Linked DNA regions of Sus scrofa: regions 1 and 2 are each linked to region 3. The links are chromatin contacts, called in public HiChIP or PLAC-seq maps. All regions are on one chromosome and are shown on one strand. Each heading gives the region's core, a stretch centred on a gene start, on an enhancer-like site or on the middle of the called end of the contact. The rest is flanking DNA. Distances are from core to core; before and after follow the strand shown.

Region 1 (3,443 bases), core at 159-2,658, 160 kb after region 3:
TCATACAGAGAGCATCTTTAAAAAAAAAAAAAAATCAGTTCTCTAACTGTCCTTCATGGATCGGAATTAGTTATAGGAACAATTTCAAACGTTTTATTGGCAATGATCTAAATAAAACAAAAAACGCACACATTCACCAAGAGGCATAAAAGCAGCACCAGTCCTAACGACGACTTTGGGGTATAGTGAAGCCAGAACTCTTCCTTCTACTCGACAAGACTCGAAATATGTACCAGTTGCATTCGGAGTTTGCTGAAAACTGGCAGTAATTCTTGGAGCTTCCTTGTTAGAAGGCTCCTCTACTTGAGCAAGGCTGAGACACACAATTTTGCTCGGATTACACTGAGATTCTTGTTTCCAGAGGAGAAAAAAAAAAAAACTGCATAAGACAAGTCTTGTCTTCCTCTAGGGCCTGTAACCACCACAGGCTGTAATGAAAAGAAATGCCTTGAGTCACAGGACAGCTCGGCCCAGGAGCCAGTTCTGCTACATGCCATACCCAACGCAGGAGCGAACGCAGAGCCAGCTTTTTCTTTTCTTTTTTTTCTTTTTGACTACACCACGTTCAGAGAAAAGAACAGTCTTAATCGCACCCAGCTCCTCGCAGCTAGAAATCTGCAAAGTTTCTCCACCTTAATAGCAAACAGCATCACTTAAGAAAATCAGAAAAGTGGCAAAGTACAGGCGGAAGGCACCCCCCAGCAGATCCGCCTAGGGTCCCCAAAGCAGCCCGTGTACACAGTCCTCCAACACGACCGACCTGGGACCGCAGGGACCCACCGAGGTTCTCCCTGCGGCTCGAGAGCTTCATGGAAACACCAAGAAAGGCAACTCCCTAAACCCACCCAATCTACGGGCCACGGAGGGAGGGTGGCGGCGAGGCGCTGGGCGGGTTCGGCCGGGCGGTCAGCCGGCCTGCGAGAAAGCGGGAGGGTGGAGTTCAGTTTTCCCTCCAGCCGCCGCTCGCCGATTCCCTCCCTCCCCCACCCAAAAAAAGCCGGAACCAGGCGCGCGCGCCGCCGGGTCCCGAGAGGGGGCGGCCCGCGACCCCCGCCCCGGAGAGGCCCGGCCAGGCCCCGCGCGAGCCCGCGGCGCCCGCCCGCCCCCGGCCCCCCGGCCCCCCGGCCCCCGGCCCCCGGCCCCGGCCAGGCCCGCGCACTCACCCGTCTCCCACCACCACACACTTGATGGCCTGCATCTGGGCCGCTCGCTGGGCCGCGGCGGCGGCGGCGGCCGGGCACTGAGGCGAGGAGCTCGGAGCTCGGGGCGCGGCGGGCGGGCGGGCGCGCGGCTGCGGGCGGCAGGGCGCGGGGTGCCGGGGCCGCGGTCCACGCCGCCTCGCCCTCCGCCGACGGGAAGCGGGAGCCCAGCAGCAGCCACCACCCAAAGCTGGGGAAAACTGCAGAGAAACAGGAAATGGCCGCTCCACTCACATCCGGCCTCCCCTCCCCCGCCCGGCGCCGCCGCTCCCAGACTCCGGGGCGGGGCCGATCCCACCCGCGCGGCTCCCGAGGTTCCTGTCGGCTTCGGGAACGCTCGGGAGCGCTCGGCTCCGAACGCGGGGCGCGCCGGCCGCCATCTTGGTGCGCCTGGAACGCGGTCCGGGCCCCGCCCTCCCCGCCTGGGTTCCGCCGCGGGAGGGGTTCCGCCGCGGGAGGGGTCTCGGCTTCCCCCACATCGACTCGCGCCCGAGACCGTCCGAGGGCATGAGGGGCATGGGAGCCCCCCTTTTTAGTGACACTTCCAACTTAGGGGATGTTGGCAAGGTCCTTCTAGAAAATTCGGAATTGAAAACTGTAACGAAGAGCGTCGCCGGCACCGTATTCGGAGATAACCAATGTTCATTCAGCCAAAAATGTGTTGAACTTTGTTCCTCTTAGGCATATTCTGATTATTTGTAATTCACTGTTTGTAATGTGTTGACTGTTTGCTAGGTTTTAATGCTTTGCACCAAAGTTCTGGACATAATGCTCTGTTAGCGGACCATTAAAGTGCAAATATTTTGGCGTATTTCAATCTAGTTGCATCTTTTTGTTTTGTTTTGTTTTTTGTCATTTTGCTATTTCTTGGGCCACTCCCGCGGCATATGGAGGTTCTCAGGCTAGGGGTCGAATCGGAGCTGTAGCCGCCGGCCTACGCCAGAGCCACAGCAACGCGGGATCCGAGCCGAGTCTGCAACCTACACCACAGCTCAGGGCAACGCCGGATCGTTAACCCACTGAGCAAGGGCAGGGACCGAACCCGCAACCTCATGGTTCCTAGTCGGATTCGTTAACCACTGCGCCACGACGGGAACTCCTAGTTGCATCTTTATATACGTAATGAACATGACTTAGGCGAAATTGGGAAATGCTACTGAGTCCCTGTTAAAACATTTGTCATCACGGCTTCCTCTTGGTTCCATTAGGCACATATACCTTACTTTATATATAACCAGTGTCTCTATTTTCAGACACAAGGCTGGGATGAACGCGTTTGTCCAAGTATCTTTTTTTTTTTTTTTTTTTGTCTTTTGTCTTTTTTAGGGCCGCTTCCGGGAAATATGGAGGTTCCCAGGCTAGGGGTCTAATCGAAGCTACAGCTGCCGGCCTACACCACAGCCACACGACACCAGATCTGAGCCGCGTTTGCGACCTACACCACAGCTCATGGCAACGTCAGGTCCTTAACCCACTGAGCGAGGCCAGAGATCAAACCCACAACCTCGTGGTTCCTAGTCGGATTCGTTTCCACTGTGCCACAACGGGAACTCCTCCTTTTTAAGCATTTTTAACTTGCAATTATTCCAAAATAAAAATGTGTTTCCAGGAGTTTCTGCGGTGGCACAGTGGGTTAAGAACCCAACTGCAGCGCCTTGGGTTGCTGTGGAGTTGAGGGTTCAATCCCTGGCGCAGCCCAGTGGGTTAAAAGATCTGGCATTACCACAGCTGTGGGGTAGGTCACAGCTGCAGCTCAGATTCAAATCTTGGCCTGGGAACTTCCATATGTCAAGGATGGGACCATAAAAAAAAAAAAAAAAAAAAAAAAAAAAAAAAAGAAGTGTTTCCAGAGCAAAGGTTCTCTCTTCTTTCTTCAGTAAGGTCCCCCTTGAAGAGAGGTTGACTTTTCAAGGACAGTAGAGCAAGTGTGTCTTCTTTGCTGAGAGAAGTGTCCTGTGAATCTGTGACACATCTCAACGATTCAAGGTTATTACCTTCCTATCTTTAGACCTGGAGCAAGAAAAAGGGTGGAGCCTCAAGTCAGTAATTGAACAGAGTAGACTCTTCAGTAGCTGCTGTGTCCTCCTAATGGACTGATACGAAATGAACCCGAGAGGGACACAGTTGCCCGGATACCAGGCCCTCTTTGCTCAGGGCTGGAAAGGGGGGAACAAACACGGTGCTTATCAGGAGACAAAAAACTACATTCATGCTAATAAAATAAAGAATAAAAGAATAAGCGAA
Region 2 (3,594 bases), core at 994-3,493, 200 kb before region 3:
GATAAGCAGTAGTATAAGCCATATACTGCAATGATTTCATGGCTGTTATTGGGAGAGCTAGCCACAATTACACCAACTTCAAAAAACGTTTTTTCCTAGGAAATCTTTAAAACCCATGAGCAACAAAAATAGGTTCTTATTAGTCAACACAAATCACATAATGGATAGCATTTTCCTTTATCTCTAACTGCCAAGAACATCAGTGCTATTTGCAGCTCAACTTGAATAGCCCTGAAGTATCCTACTCCCTATAAATCGGACTTGTATTCAACCAAGTCTAAGTGCCCACCTACCCTTTAACAACTGTATTTTACACGATTGTCATAGTTTCTCTATTTCTACCTTTCCCTCTTAAAGCATGGACCTTTCTAAACCTCCTAAAATGCATTACAAAACAAAGTGGGGTAATAAATACACAGACAGGAAAACTCACCTGGGGTTCATTCATTTTCTGCTGCTCTTGGTAAAGCATAAGCTATCAAGTGGACCTAGAGAAAAGGAAGTAAGTGACTGTAATTATGAGTGACCTGGCCTGACTAAGCAGTAACTTCCTACAAGAAAACCACCCAAGAAAGCTCAATAAAATGACACCCTATGAATATGAACAGAGGCCAAAAGGGTCACACAGGAGAAATACACAACACAATCAGGTCACTGACATTACTGAATACAAACGATGACTCCATTAAATAGAAAGCGCCCCCCCCCCAAAAAAAATCCCCCTGTAACACTGCTTAACTATTTCCTTACTGCTTCTTTAAATTGCTTAAAATCAAGGAGTTCGCTGGTGCCCTAATGGTTAAAGATCTGGTGTTGTCACTGCTGTGGCTCCAGTCACTGCTGTGGTGTGGGTTCAAGCCCTGACCCTGGAACTTCTGCATGCCCTCGGCACAAGAACCTAAAAAATAAAAATAAAAAATAAAAAATAAAAAAAAATCGCTTAGGGGAGTTCCCGTCGTGGCGCAGTGGTTAACGAATCCGACTAAGAACCATGAGGTTGCAGGTTCGGTCCCTGGCCTTGCTCACTGGGTTAGGGATCCGGCGTTGCCGTGAGCTGTGGTGTAGGTTGCAGACGCGGCTCGGATCCCACGTTGCTGTGGCTCTGGCGTAGTCAGGTGGCTACATCTCCGATTGGACCCCTAGCCTGGGAACCTCCATATGCCGCAGGAGCGGCCCAAGAAATGGCCAAAAAAAAAAAAAAAAAAAAAAAAAATCGGTTAAAATCAAAGATTCCACAGGAACAGAGAATGTGAGCTCTCAAAAGTGGGATAACTGTGCATCAAAGCACAGTATTGTTGTGTACATTATCTGACTGAACTTGGCTACCTTGGCACTTTAAAAGTTTTTAATTAAGAAAACTCTAATACAGTGGACAGAACACTGGCCTGGAAGTTTGAGTCCTGTTACCAATCCCACCTACAGACCCGGTGACCTGGCACAAGAATCTCCCTTCTCATGCCCAATCTCCTCCACCCTCAACCGAGGAGGCAGGACAGATGCCTCGCAGACTCATCCTGCACCCCACTGTGTGGTTCTACAGGGCAGAACCCAGGGGAGTCAGCGGACACTTAGGTTACAGAACCAAGATGCTGATGGGCCTTTAGAGACCCGGCGGAATCCCGAGAGGACGGGAGGAGGAGGGGTGTGTAGCCCCCAATCCCCCAGGACACCCAGAACTCCCAAGTCCTAAGGGAGCGCCCATCTGGGACAGCCGCCCCCTCCATCTCCGGGTAGCGGTCAAACTCTCCCGCTCGCTCTCTTGGGTGGCCCGGGGAGAGCGCCCCTCAACCCCGCTTTGGCGTCAGGGTCGACCAATGCCCGGAGGCCCCCAGACGCAAGACTTACCCCCTGGGACTCGCTGACCCGCCCCGAGCTCCCGAGGCTCCGGGCCAGGGGCTGCCCCTCCGGCGAGCTCCTTTCCCTGGGTTCCTCCTCTCCGCCTCTGGAGGCCGCTGGGCCCGAAGGGCCGGTTCTGGGCCTACAACACAGGCTCCCTTCAGGCGAACTCCCTCCCGGAGCCCAAATCGGCCTTCGGGGGCCTCAGTGTGCCGCGTGCTGAAGCCGGTCGGCCCGGGCTCCGCCGCCCCTGCACCGCCGCCCTCCAGACTCCTCCGGCCCAGGCCGCAGGCCGGGAATCCTCGCCCGCCAGAGGCCAGAGACTGGGAACGAGGGACAGCTGTGACCTGGGCACCGACAGGAAGCGACTGCGGCGCGGCGCGGCGCGGCGCGGCGCTGGTGCGCGTGCGCGAACACGCACCCAGGGCGAGGCGCACAAACACAGCAGGGCGCCGGAAGTCCGCCTGGCAGGGCCCGCAGCGGGGAGCCAGACAAGCTCCAGGACTCTATTGCCCATAAGTCTCCGCTCCGTCAAGATAGGGAACGTCGTAAATGTCTTCACCTCAACTGGAGGTTAAGCGATGCTGTGCTGAGAGCATTGGCCTCCCGGACCAGGGAATCAGGGTCCCTTTAATTTAAGGGAACGTCTGTAATGTCACCTCTTCTCTAGGTGTCTTGCCTGATTGGGACCTGGTGCCCTAATCTTTTCCATACCTTGAGTATTTAAGGCTTAAAATCAGTAGCTACATACAAATATGATAAATAAAGGAAAAAGGGGCGTTCCCGTGGTGGCTCAGTGGTTAACGAATCCGACTAGGAACCATGAGGTTGAGGGTTCGATCCCTGGCCTTGCTCAGTGGGTTGAGGATCCGGCATTGCCGTGAGCTGTGGTGTAGGTTGCAGACGCGGCTCGGATCCCACATTGCTGTGGCTGCGGTGTAGGCCGGCGGCTACAGCTCTGATTGGACCCCTAGCCTGGGAACCTCAGTATGCCCCGCGAGGTGCCCAAGGAAAAACAAAAACAGTAATTCTTGTGTTGTTGTTGTTGTTGTTGTTGCTATTTCCGCTCAGGCATGTGAGTTCCAGGCTAGGTTGAATCGGAGCTGTAGCCACCGCCTACACCACAGCCACAGCAACGCGGGATCCCAGCCGAGTCTGCAACCTACACCACAGCTCGTGGCAACGAGCTAACCCACTGAGCAAGGGCAGGAACCGAACCCGCAACCTCATGGTTCCTAGTCGGATTCGTTAACCACTGCGCCACGACGGAATTCCCAAAACAGTAATTCTGTGTGTTCTTTTGTGCATGTGTGTTCACTTGCCAGGGATCAGTTCCAGGAAAGTACATCTCAGTTAGTTGTAACTGAGCAGGATCCTGTGTGGTCTTTCCTCAACAGCCCCTCTTCCCCACCCCACCCCACCCCACCCCAATGTCCTCTGCCTGCTTTGTAGTTGTTTGTAGAAAATCTTTAGCCTCCTTGGCCTTCCCCAAGTTGCAAAGAATAATTTTAAACCAAGAAGTGAGAAAATGCAAAAACAAAGGAAAACAGTCGTGTAAGACAAAATAATAATACTTTAGCCATTAAACAAAGTCAAGGACTTTATTTCCGCCTCAAAGGCTGTAGATAATATTCTGAGCCATATCATTTGAGCTATTTTGCAGATACTGAAGTCCCCACCAGGTGGAAGAAGCCAACTGTATGCTGCCCATAAGCATGTAAACCCCAGACCAAGTGGAATCAGAAAGGTGTTGATGTT
Region 3 (3,258 bases), core at 672-3,171:
AATTCTCATAAGTGAAAGAACAAGCGAACAAATAAATAAAAATGAAAAAAATGTTTAAATCTTTTGTTGTTGTTGTTCTGACAGAAAACTGGTGAGCCTTGGAAACTGGTGGTGTTCTAGTCCCGTGGTCTCTAAGCATCACTGTTACCTGTGCTCCTCCTCTGACCAGGCCTTTCAAGCAATGGATTTTCGAGCAGATGCAAATTGTAATAACACCAATTACCAACAAAGCCAGGTAGAACAAGAAGAGAAACAAAAAGTCCATCCTGGGCTACAAAGGAATAGAGAGAGTGTGACTACTACTGAGGGCTATATTCCAACACATATTCTCAGATATCAATTTCCTAAATGGCTCCCCAAACAATTCACAAGCCTTCAAGCACACACTGTCGGGAGTTCCCGTCGTGGCTCAGTGGTTAACCAATCTAAGAACCATGAGGTCGCGGGTTCCATCCCTGGCCTTGCTCAGTGGGTTAAGGATCCGGCGTTGCCGTGAGCTGTGGTGTAGGTTGCAGACATGGCTTGGATCCTGCGTTGCTGTGGCTCTGGCATAGGCCGGTGGCTGCGGCTGCGGCTCCGATTGGACCCATAGCCTGGGGACCTCCATATGCTGCGGGAGCAGCCCCAGAAAAGGCAAAAAAAAAAAAAAAAAAACCACACACTGTCAATGGGGCTTCCCAGCTGGTCCTCCTTCAAAAGTTTCCTAATCAAACCACTGCGGTCTGCTCTGCAGCATCTCCTGCCTGAAAATACCAACATTTGAGGGGAATAATATGCAAAATGCACTTGCCTCCCCTGCTCCAGCAATAAATCATTCTTTTACTTTCCCAAATATAAATATTCTCAAGGACCTTGATACAAAATGTACCCCTAAAGAATTTGCTGACGATACTATTGGAAGAAGCATCCACTAGGGGCAGTCAGGGGCCCACAGCCAGAATAAGGCATGGCGTCCCAAAAAACATCCTTCCAGGACGGTGACCACAACAACCCGGCATCACCCACAGGGACCAAGGCCAAGACACAGACCTGTGTTAATAAACTGGAAACAGTTACTTTTGGCCTTAGCAAATATTCTGGGAGGGACTTCCAACTGAGATAGCTAAACGTAAAAACTCTTCATGAGATAAGATAGGAAACAAAGAGCAGCAATTCTCACGAGGTGATTCAGGATCCCCAGCCTATATATTTATTTTGTTTGCATAGCTTTCAGCCGGCAGTTCGGACATTCCTCCTTCGAACATTCACTGAGAATTCAAATGGCATCTCCTCTTGTGCAGCGGCGTACGCCTGGCACAACAGGTGGCACCCAAAACTTCAGGAGACATGATTCCTCTAGGAGACTGGATCGGGCTGCAGAGACATCAATTCGACATTCACATAACGTGACAGGCTAGGAGTCAGGGGCTGAATACAGTGTGGAAAAGAATCTGAAAGTTGGGGGGGGGGGCGCTGTTGAGACCCCGCAAGGTGAACAGAGTTATGAGATTTCGAGTGGAAAAGCTAATTGGGAGCTTCTGGATCTCTGGTGTTTATTCCTATGCCTGAGGAGTTCCCGCTGGGGACCCAACAGAAAGGCATTTCCAAGGATACTCTTGGTCCGAAGATTCCAGCAGGTGGGCCTGGCCCGTGCTTCCCCGGGGAGCTGGAACCCGGGACGGGTGAGACAAGATTACAGGGAACACTGGAGGTGTCCGGGCGCCGGGCGGGGCGAAGGCGGAGCTGCAGCCCCACACAAAAGGGGGAAGGGCGGGTCAGACAGGGAGACCAACCCCCCTGAGCCAGCAGGGGTACCTAAAAGCTAGCAGAGGCGGACTTACCGCCGGGATCCGCCAACCGCCAACTGCACCCCGCCAGCGCCTCTAGGGCGCGTCCCCAGACTTCCGGCGGAATCGTGACGTCACACGCGACGCTGGAAGGGGGGATCTAGCCCGACTTCCGGTGGAACGCCGCGGAGGGCTGTGGGGCGGGGCCTGTCGCGTTCGTCCCGCCCCTTCGACGGTGACTGTCGCTTCCCGCTGGGGCTCCTCCAGACCGCGGTCAGGTGTGACCGCTGGGAGGTCCAGTTTTACAGAACTGTTGCTGGGAATCTTCTAGGCCTGTGTGGCCAGAACGCCGAGGTTGTGGAGCGGAAGGTGCCGCCCAGCGGCCTGGGTAGAGCCCAGTCAGAGCCCGGCTCCTAGCCGAGCAGGGGCCCCGGCGGCCCAGAGCGGGCACACTTGCGGGGCTCGGACACTGTCTTCGTGGTGAACAGCTTGCTTTGCGTTCTGCCAGTCACACCGCTGGGATCTGTCCGAACCGTCCCAGTGTCTTCACTCCTGCTGTCTCGGCACAGCTGTGAACATACTGCTCCTGGGAGCATGACAATCGCTTGACTCCAAACCTGGGGAATAAGAGAGAGGGCTGTTGAGTGATAGTTGAACCTAGAGAAGAGCTGCTTCCAAACACAGCATTGAGAAGTCCCCTGTGGGGTGTTCATTTGCCCCGAACGCCTCCGAATCTGCTGAGACCACCTATTCTCAAAGGCCTCTGAACAGCTGCTTGTCACTGAGCCAGGCCAGTCCTCCCTTTGAGAAGTAATGTCTGATCTCCAAACACGAGCATTAAAGCGCCCCGCTCTTCCTGTTTTTTTGCTGCCTACCCCAGCTTCTTAAGTCCTTTTTTAAAAACATACCAACCCGGGCACCTTCTGATACATTAGGTAAAAGGCCTGCATGAACTTGTGGACACAGAACTGAAAAACAAAAAGCAAAAACCAGAAAATGTGATACCACCAGGGAACCCTGTGGTTATGGATGGAACCTCATCACCTATTCAGAGGGGCTGGATTTCGTCGTGTCTCAGCTGACTCATCACCCTGCTGGTTAATTCTGAGCTGGTGGTTAAGTATTTTGATTAACTTTCTTCCCTCATAAATGCAGAACTTTATTTTTATCCCCATTTGTTTTTCTCTGGATGGTTTCAGTTGAGCCTAACTTTAAATCTTGGTTGGTCCCCTAGGGTATTTTGTGCTGGGCCACTTTTCTTTCATTTTTAAAAACGTATGCAACCAATACGATATTATGTTATCCTGGTAAGAGTCAAACTATATGAAACAAAACCAGAAATCTCCCTTGATCATCACCCCTCCCGAATCTCAGCCCCTTGACAGAATTAATCATTTAGTGTGTATCTCCCAACACTTTTACACATTTCTATATATGTACTTATTCAAGACATGTATTTAGTACCGGTATATGCCAGGCACTCTTTTAGGCA

The links. HiChIP or PLAC-seq counts read pairs in DNA pulled down with a chosen protein or histone mark.
Region 1: an H3K27ac HiChIP or PLAC-seq map of alveolar macrophages shows a contact between it and region 3. The contact joins the promoter of RAC1 here to the promoter of ZDHHC4 in region 3. A contact is called at or near these places in 1 of 47 Hi-C or Micro-C datasets (heart right ventricle) and 1 of 2 datasets of contacts at active chromatin or transcription factors (alveolar macrophages).
Region 2: a contact with region 3 is called in an H3K27ac HiChIP or PLAC-seq map of skeletal muscle. The contact joins the promoter of RBAK here to the promoter of ZDHHC4 in region 3. A contact is called at or near these places in 1 of 5 promoter capture datasets (liver) and 2 of 2 datasets of contacts at active chromatin or transcription factors (alveolar macrophages and skeletal muscle).

What each region holds. Positions count from the first base shown.
Region 1 is chr3:4,802,102-4,805,544 of Sscrofa11.1, forward strand. It overlaps RAC1 (ras-related C3 botulinum toxin substrate 3 (rho family, small GTP binding protein Rac3)), which reads right to left and starts at 1,409. Exons shown (of 6, transcript NM_001243585.1): 1 at 1,164-1,409. The coding sequence starts at 1,198.
Region 2 is chr3:4,437,700-4,441,293 of Sscrofa11.1, forward strand. RBAK (RB-associated KRAB zinc finger protein) reads right to left here and starts at 2,244. Exons shown (of 5, transcript XM_021086052.1): 1 at 1,846-2,244; 2 at 434-488. The coding sequence starts at 472.
Region 3 is chr3:4,641,821-4,645,078 of Sscrofa11.1, forward strand. ZDHHC4 (a long non-coding RNA gene) reads right to left here and starts at 1,922. Exons shown (of 8, transcript XR_002342216.1): 1 at 1,821-1,922; 2 at 1,160-1,353; 3 at 149-271. It overlaps LOC110259843 (a long non-coding RNA gene), which reads left to right and starts at 2,017. Exons shown (of 4, transcript XR_002342218.1): 1 at 2,017-2,881.